Regions from separate parts of the Mus musculus genome. Here regions 1 and 2 are each linked to region 3. A link is a contact called in public HiChIP or PLAC-seq and capture Hi-C data. All regions are on one chromosome and are shown on one strand. The core of a region is the stretch at or near the end of the contact, and the rest is flanking DNA. Distances in the headings are between cores, read along the strand shown. Region 1 holds the start of Vcp (valosin containing protein). Region 2 holds the start of Fam166b (family with sequence similarity 166, member B). Region 3 holds the start of Ccin (calicin).

Region 1 (2,700 bases), core at 11-2,510, 980 kb before region 3:
GGGGCTATAAGAGTCCAGAGACTCAACATAGATGCTTGGGGATAGAGATCTGTTTATTTTGAAGAGTTAAGCCAACTCTAACCTACAAGCTCTCAAAGCTAAGATACAAAGAATAAAAACAACTCGGATTCTAACTTCAGCGCCTAAAAATAAAAGAAAACCAACTCCTTTCTAGCCACCTCCGATCATAGCAAAAACAAAAATATATACACAAAGCAAAACACTAACGAAAAAAAAAGCCCCTAGTTAAAACTTCCGGGTGTTTACAACAGGTCTCCCACAGTGAAAAACTGCCATTTGAGAAGGGCATGACTTGCCCTCTCCCTAACAGCCCCTCACTACACGTAGTTCAGAAGATGCCAACTTCCCGCAGTGACACCGTCCCAGATCCACCGAGACCGGGCTGGATTCCTCAGATCTCCCTGGCCCGGCCTTCCCTAGAGTCTCAGGGCTCCTGAGGCCTTCACGTGGCCCCAAGTCCACGCCCACCGGGCCCAGTCGCGGCCTCGGGCTTGCAGTGTTTTCCCTTCTCAGGCTCAGGGTCTTCTGCGTGTGGTCGGCGACATGGCCGACCGGCGTGCCAGCGCCAAAGGTCTCCACGCAGGGAGTGTGGACCCCAAAGTCTAACTAGGCCGGGGCCGCCGCGCCGAGGGAGCTACTCAGGCGGTCGGGGCCTGCATGACACAGCACCATCTTGTCCAGGCTCCGACCCAGGCCCAGCGCGGACCCGACCTAGGGGGCGCGCGGGTGCACAGCCCGGCCTGAGGCCCTCCCTCGTCCCTGGCCTCTCCTTCCCTCTCTCTCCCTCCCGGCCTAGACTCTCCGACGCGGCCCGACCGGGCCTAGCCAGCACGGCGGGTCCCACGGTGCGCGCCCCCGCAGCCAGCGGGAGGGCGGGCGCGCGCAGACACTTACTCGGCTCCAGAGGCCATGGCGCGCGCCTCTCCCGGTCGGCGGCTGTGGCGGCCTGAGGGTAACGGCTATGAGAAAGGCAGGCGACCGACTAGGCCGGGGCTGGACTCGCTGAGGCGGAGGAGCAACAGCAGTGACAAACCCTCTGGCAGCCTCCCTCTCGCTTCCTCCCAGGGGCACCGGGGCGGCAGGCGGGCGGGCGGGAGACGCTAGCTCCTAATCCGCGAGGGGGGCAGCGACTAATCAAACGACGGCTGCAAACGCTTCACGGAGACTGAACCGAGAAAAGCCGAATCATCGGAAGGAAAGCTGCTCTAACCCCAACCAATCAGCGCCGGCCTTGGGACTCGTGCCCGCCTCTCCGTGCCTCTCCCCAGCAACCCGCAGACCGTAACCAATCAGAAAATTCGTTTGTGGCCTGGCCCCGCCTCAAGGCTGCAACACGCCTAGTAACGCCACGTCAATTGGCCGCAGCACTACGCTTCCTCGACGGATAGGGAGTCTTGACCAATCGACAAAGGCAATAGGCCATATCCTCTTTATCCCTCGGAGGAGGCCTCTCCTACTTGGCTTCAATTGATTGGCTCCTTAGTTTATAAGCAGCTGGAAGAACCTCGCACAAAGGCCTGAACCCTTATTAGTTTAGTTGGGTTGTAATAATAGCCCACATTGTTCATTTCTCGCCAATCCTAGGGATCCTCTTACTCCACCATACTAAAATCCTTCATGCTCCTTTAAAACACTGGCTCCAACCAAGGGCGTGGTTGATGGACTAGGTCTGTACTTTTAGTAGTTGGGAAGATGAGAGGCAGGAAGACTAATAGATGGAGATCAACCCAGGATACAAGACCATATCTTTAATTCTAGTCCCAAACAGTATTTCAATAAATTTTAAAAGCAATGTGGTAGTCCATGCTTTTAATGTCAGCACTTCGGAGGCAGGCAGCAACCTGTGACTTTTGAGTCAGCCTGATCTATTAAAAAAAAAAAAAAAAAAAAGAGTTCCAGCCAGCCCAGCCAGAGCTACATAGTGAGACCCCGTCTCAAAACTAATTAGATAAAATTTTTTAAAAGGTAAAATTAGCTGGGTATGGTGGTGTACATCCTAGATCCCAGTACTCCAGAGGCTAAAGGTAGATTGAAAGTTTGAAGCCAGATAATGCTGCATAACTAAACTCGAGTCAAACAAACAAACAAACAAACAAACCAAAAAACAAAAACCTAGCCCCACCTACCCCACCCCCTCTTCTTCTCTGGACCCCAGTTCTGAATCAGCACCCCAGCTCTTACTTCACCCTATTGCCCTTGCACTCTCTTGTAATCATGCAGGTTTTGCAGTTTCTCAGGCCTTGGGAGTACACACTCCTTACCATAGAGTATAAATATTATCTGGGGAGGGAGAGCACTGAGGTTCATGCAAGTCAAGGACAACTGCAGAACACTCAGAAATGCAGTCGTGCCCAAGAGCAAGAAAATCAACCAAGTGCTGTGACTTAAGGTCCTTGTGTCCCAAAAGACAATCCATTGACTTTCATTATAGTCAAAAGATGGTTGGTTGGCTCTGGTTGACTCAATTCACCCTTCACCTCCTACCCACACAGACTGACCTGAGAGATGTTTGTACAGATGGAGTTACTCTGAGAAACATCTCCCCAACCCCAACTCCATTTGTTTTAATATTTTTAAGACAGGGCCTCTCAGCCAGACGTGGTGGTGCACGCCTTTAATCCCAGCACTCAGGAGGCAGAGGCAGGCAGATTTCTGAGTTCGAGGCCAGCCTGGTCTACA
Region 2 (2,700 bases), core at 15-2,514, 550 kb before region 3:
ATTAAGTTCAGGCACCCCGCAGACAGCTGGCAGCCATGCCCCACGGTGCCCCCAGGCAAAGCACGAGCGCCCACCCCCACCCCACCTGCCTGCCCCATCTCACATGTGCCAACTCCTGCTTCAGCGGTGGCTCCTCTGCCTCCCGCAGCTGGTCTTCTTCCACTTCTCTCTCTCCCTTGGCTCCGTCTGGCAGTTGATGGCTCTCTTGCTCCCCGTGCCTTCGTGTAAATTCACTCATAGCTTCAGCCCAAACCTGGTTGCAGTTCTTGGCAAAAATGAACTGTGCCCGTGGTATAAAACCTGACGGAGAAGATGTGTTAGTTCACGGCACGTTCTCTTCGAAGGGGACACCCATTCAGACCTCTATACAGACCTGTATACCCAGGGATTATGCTGGAGCTGAGCCTTTCATGCCCGCGCCTGGGAGGCAGCCTCCCCTTGGAGATCACAGGAGATCTTGGAGACTGGATGGGAGGCAGAAGTGTGCGGTGGGCAGGAGGCCAGGCTAGACCAGGAGGGCCTCGGAGTAGCTGACCAGTCACCTGCCCATAGGTCTGGCCCATGCTGAACCGAAGTAGCGGGCAGTGTCCGGTGTACCTGCAGCACAGGATCCATCCCATAGCTCTGAGTTGGACCCTACACCACCATCCTGACACAGGCAGGAAAGCCCCGCTTTGGTGTGCACTTGCAGCAAGTGCTTGTGTGTTTATTTTTACACGGGGTCTCACTCTCTAGCCTAGGCTGACCAAACACCTTTGATCCTTCTACATCCCCGCCCCATGCTTGGCTCACACGGGTCCAACCACTCCTGCCCCAGCTTGAGTCTGGAGGTCTTTATTTCTGTTCTTTGTCTCTTTTACCTACTGGGGACAGGACCTAGTGCCTTGTGTTCTAGGCAATCATTAAATCACTGAAGCGACTACATCCCCAGCCCTCTGCCTGGGTGTCCAGTCCTTCCTGCTTTTACCCTGTTTCCGTGGGGACCACAACACAAAGCTTTGTTAGACCTGGCTCTCACAGCCGCTAGATTCCCCTTTCCATACCATACCATTGACACACCCCAGTTCTCATCTTGACCCCAGTGTCTGTGAACTGGCTCCTAGATCCCAATCCCCATTCCCAGAAGCAAGCAGGGGAGTGCTCTGGGAGGAGTCTTACCCTGGAATATAATGCGGATTCTCGCCGCTGAGCCCTGGGATGGAAGTGTTGACCACAGCCATGGGAACTGGCGCAGTTCCTTTTATTTCCCTTCCAGGAGGGACTCTGGGCCCTGTGTACTGTGTCCAGGGCTATGGGGCAGGAGGGAGGGGGCGGGGCCGAGAGTTGGCGAATGAAGGCCCACCCCCCACTCCCTGGAGTGGGGATTGCTGGGGTAAAGCCAGCAGAGGTGGTGGAGAGGAGCTTCCTGGTCTTCCCGGAGTGGGTGCCGCTCTGTCACTTGGAAAAGGGCAGAGGCTGAGGGGAACAGCTGCGAAAGCCTCTGGGTGGAAGGCAAGAGGATGAGGCCAGCCTGGTCTACAGAGTGAGTTCCAGGACAGCCAGGGCTACACAGAGAAACCCTGTCTCGAGAAACAGAAAGAGAGAGAGAGAGAGAGAGAGAGAGAGAGAGAGAGAGAGAGAGAGAGAGAGAGAGAGAGAGAGAGAGAGAGAGAGAGAGAAAGAGAGAGAAAGAGAGGGAAAGAAAGAGGGAAAGGGAAAGAAAAAGAAACAGATAATTGCATTAATGCAAGGATTATTTACTGGATAGCTGCTATACTCCAAATCATCCACTCATTAATAACGTCTTGCTCGGCTCAACACCCTAAGGATGGCAGAACGTACTATGCGGAAGGAAGGTCCACAAGCCTCTGGCTAAGACTGAGCCGCTGGCCTCATGTGCAGCTGCGGATGATACTGTTTACCCTGACTGCCCTGGCGCCCAAATTAATGTACCAACGTCCTGGAGCTGGAAACAGAGGCCCCACACAGGCAGGGCAAGTCCTCTACCACCCAAGTGTATCCCCCAGGACATAAAGATATTAGCTCAGAAGAATGTGAAGCCAGAATTGTGGGGTGGGGGCAAGAACTGGGGCATGAGGCCCGGCAGGCTTTGACACCTATCTGAGGGCCTCATCCTCTTGGAGGAGGTAGGTACCTTAACTTTCTCTGGCCCCAACTTCTCCAAACTCCAGTGAGAAAGTTAAAATACCTGAGCTTACCAAGACTCTGAGGGTCAGCGGTCTCGAGAAGGTAGGTGAAAGGAGTGGTGACTAAGGCCTCACGAGGATGCCTCGGCTTCTGACACAGGGAATGTGGGTGAGTGGTAACCCTGTGAGGAGTCGGGGGTGTGCTCCCACTCAGAGGGTTCAGGGAAGGAGAGTCATGTAAGGATAAAGGATTAAGACCAGCAGGCAAGCCAACTTTACTTTTTTAAACAAAGCAAAGTTTTTAACAGTCTAGATTGTGAGCCTGGGCTTCTGGCACTCTTGTAGCTAGGAGGGGCCCTGTGGAATAGCCTTAGCTCCTCAGAAGGAGACACACAAGAGGAGAGGAGGTTGCTTTCTGGCTCGAAATGGCCCTCTATGTGATGATGGAACACTTGAGCAGACACCTTGAACCCTTGAGAACACTTCCCAGGGACAAACATCAGGGTGGACTAGATGGATGAGAGACTGAGCAGCTGAAGTGACCCACTTTTCTATTCCGTTATTGTTAAGGCCA
Region 3 (2,700 bases), core at 24-2,523:
GCTTGGAGCCCACAGTGGAGATGGGGTCTGCAGTCAGGTCCTCCTGACCAGTACAAGTGACCATATGGCACGGTTCTTCCTAAGAGGTCCCAGGGTGGCTTTGGTCATACACCATTGCCGGGCTCTGTCCACATCTGTAAAATGAGAACAGGTGTGGGTCTGCCACACTGTGAGCCCCGGGTCCAGACGTATGAGTTTCAGAGTCGCTCCTACACAAAGGAGCCCTAGGCGGGACAAAGCAGGCAGAAAGGGACGCCCCGGGGCGGGTGAGTTTCCTCTCTACGCCATTGGAGAAGCTGAGCACGGAGGCGGCGTGCTTCTGGCCAGGAGGTGACCCTGCAGCGCCACCGTGCGGCCGAAGCAGGCTCCTATAACCCGTCGAGGGCTTCGGGGATGCCCACAGCTGTGGTTATATCAACTAAGAAACAAGAACTGGCATTTATTGGAACGTTTGCTGTAAGCTAAGCGCTGTGCCTGCTGCACTTTGAAGCGAGTATTCTCATCTCACAGAAGAGGAATCTGAGGCCTGAGTGAACTGGTCTAAGAAACTCGGAGTGGAGAGGCCGAATCAGGCATTTCCCCAGCATTTTACTAGATACTTGGAAACCTGGTATGGGAAGTTTCCAAACCTGGTATGGGAGGTTGGAAACCTGGTACTGGCGTTTCCAAGTCCTCCCATCTTCCTAGGGCTGGCTGGCCCCTCCATTTCTGCTCCAGTGAGTGTCACCCACTTCTCCATGAAAACTGTATTCTGACTACAGAGATCAGAAGCCAGAGGGTTTGTCTTCTCAGACGTCCAGGAACCTTGGTAGAAAAAAGGGCCTTCAGGGCCTAAGAATTGAACCATGAAAACTGTCTGGTCCCCACTTCCTGAAGGGGTGAAAGGGTTGTAACGCCCCACACTGTGGGAGTTCCAGGTTTGCTCTGCCTCTAACTGCCTCTGTGACAGGGGGAGTCCTTCCTCAGCAGGACTTCAGCCTTCTGGTTAAAAGGGAGGCTTCTAGATCATGGTAACCTCTCCTCCCACCCTAAATTTTCCCTCTCCACAGCTGCTCTCTGCCCCACCCAAACCAGTTCGAACATTCCCGGCGAAGCCGAGGACTGTGACTTGAAAGGCCCAGGGGGACACCGTGGCCCCATTCCAGAGCTTCCTCTGAAGCTCTGGGGAGAGAAAGGCCTGGGGGCGGGGAGGGGGCTACATTATGATGACCTCATCCATTCTATGACGTCACCCTCTCTCCCACGCCCACTCCTCTCTGGTCAGCTGCTCTGCAAACAACCATCAGTACAAACCCCAAAGGCCTGGAAAAGTCTGCCCTCCGGTACCTGCTACGAATCTTCTGTCTCGGCCAACAAGAAGCACCATGAAACTGGAATTCACAGAGAAAAACTACAACAGCTTTGTGCTGCAAAACCTGAACAAACAGAGGAAGCGTAAAGAGTACTGGGACATGGCCCTGACTGTGGACCATCATGTCTTCTTCGCACATCGCAACGTGCTGGCTGCCGTCTCTCCACTAGTGAAAAGCCTCATCTCCAGCAACGACATGAAGACCACCGATGAACTCTACATCACCATCGACCCCAACTACCTGAGCCCAGCCACGGTGGACCAGCTCCTGGATTACTTCTACAGCGGCAAAGTGGTGATCTCAGAGCAGAACGTGGAGGAGCTGCTCCGGGGCGCACAGTATTTCAATACCCCACGCCTTCGGATTCACTGCAATGACTTCCTTATTAAGTCTATTCGCCGCGTCAACTGCTTGCGCTACCTCTTCTTGGCTGAGCTGTTCGAGCTCAAAGAAGTATCAGACTTGGCCTACTCTGGCATTCGTGACAACTTCCACTTCTGGGCCAGTCCCGAGGGCTCTATGCACTTCATGCGCTGCCCACCCGTCATCTTCGGTCGCCTGCTCCGGGATGAAAACCTCCACGTGCTCAACGAGGACCAGGCGCTCAGCGCACTCATCAGTTGGGTGTACTTCCGGAAGGAGGAGCGGGAAAAATACTTCAAGAAGTTCTTCAATTACATCAATCTCAATGCGGTCTCCAACAAGACGCTGATGTTTGCCAGCAACAAGCTGGTTGGCTTGGAGAACAACTCTGCCCACGCGACCTTGATCGAAAGTGTCCTGATGGACCGCAAGCAGGAGCGCCCGTGCAGCCTGCTGAGCTACCAGCGGAAAGGGGCCCTGCTTGACTCGGTGGTCATCCTGGGTGGCCAGAAGGCCCACGGTAAGTTCAACGATGGGGTGTTTGCCTATATCATCCAGGAGAACCTGTGGCTGAAGCTCTCAGAGATGCCATACCGGGCAGCCGCGCTCAGTGCCACTGCTGCTGGCCGTTACATCTACATATCCGGTGGCACCACTGAGCAGATTTCAGGACTGAAGACAGCGTGGCGGTATGACATGGACGACAACTCCTGGACCAAGCTACCTGACCTGCCCATTGGGCTTGTCTTCCACACCATGGTGACCTGCGGGGGAACAGTTTACTCAGTGGGTGGGAGCATTGCCCCACGCCGGTACGTCTCTAACATTTATCGCTATGATGAACGCAAGGAAGCCTGGTGCTTGGCGGGGAAGATGAGCATCCCTATGGACGGGACAGCAGTCATCACTAAGGGTGACCGGAACCTGTACATTGTCACTGGGCGATGCCTGGTGAAGGGCTACATCTCCCGGGTCGGTGTAGTGG

What was found. HiChIP or PLAC-seq counts read pairs in DNA pulled down with a chosen protein or histone mark. Capture Hi-C pulls out chosen DNA fragments and counts their contacts.
Region 1: an H3K4me3 HiChIP or PLAC-seq map of bone marrow-derived macrophages shows a contact between it and region 3, with 8 times the contacts expected there. The contact joins the promoter of Vcp here to the promoter of Ccin in region 3. A contact is called at or near these places in 3 of 115 datasets of contacts at active chromatin or transcription factors (astrocytes, bone marrow-derived macrophages and memory CD8 T cells).
Region 2: a contact with region 3 is called in a capture Hi-C map of macrophages, with 3 times the contacts expected there. The contact joins the promoter of Fam166b here to the promoter of Ccin in region 3. A contact is called at or near these places in 1 of 115 datasets of contacts at active chromatin or transcription factors (microglia) and 2 of 9 other capture datasets (liver and macrophages).

What each region holds. Positions count from the first base shown.
Region 1 is chr4:42,999,247-43,001,946 of GRCm38.p6, forward strand. It overlaps Vcp (valosin containing protein), which reads right to left and starts at 1,261. Exons shown (of 17, transcript NM_009503.4): 1 at 916-1,261. The coding sequence starts at 932.
Region 2 is chr4:43,427,870-43,430,569 of GRCm38.p6, forward strand. It overlaps Fam166b (family with sequence similarity 166, member B), which reads right to left and starts at 1,265. Exons shown (of 6, transcript NM_001369077.1): 1 at 1,159-1,265; 2 at 374-597; 3 at 104-300. The coding sequence starts at 1,220.
Region 3 is chr4:43,982,231-43,984,930 of GRCm38.p6, forward strand. Ccin (calicin) reads left to right here and starts at 1,274. Exons shown (of 1, transcript NM_001002787.2): 1 at 1,274-2,700. The coding sequence starts at 1,365.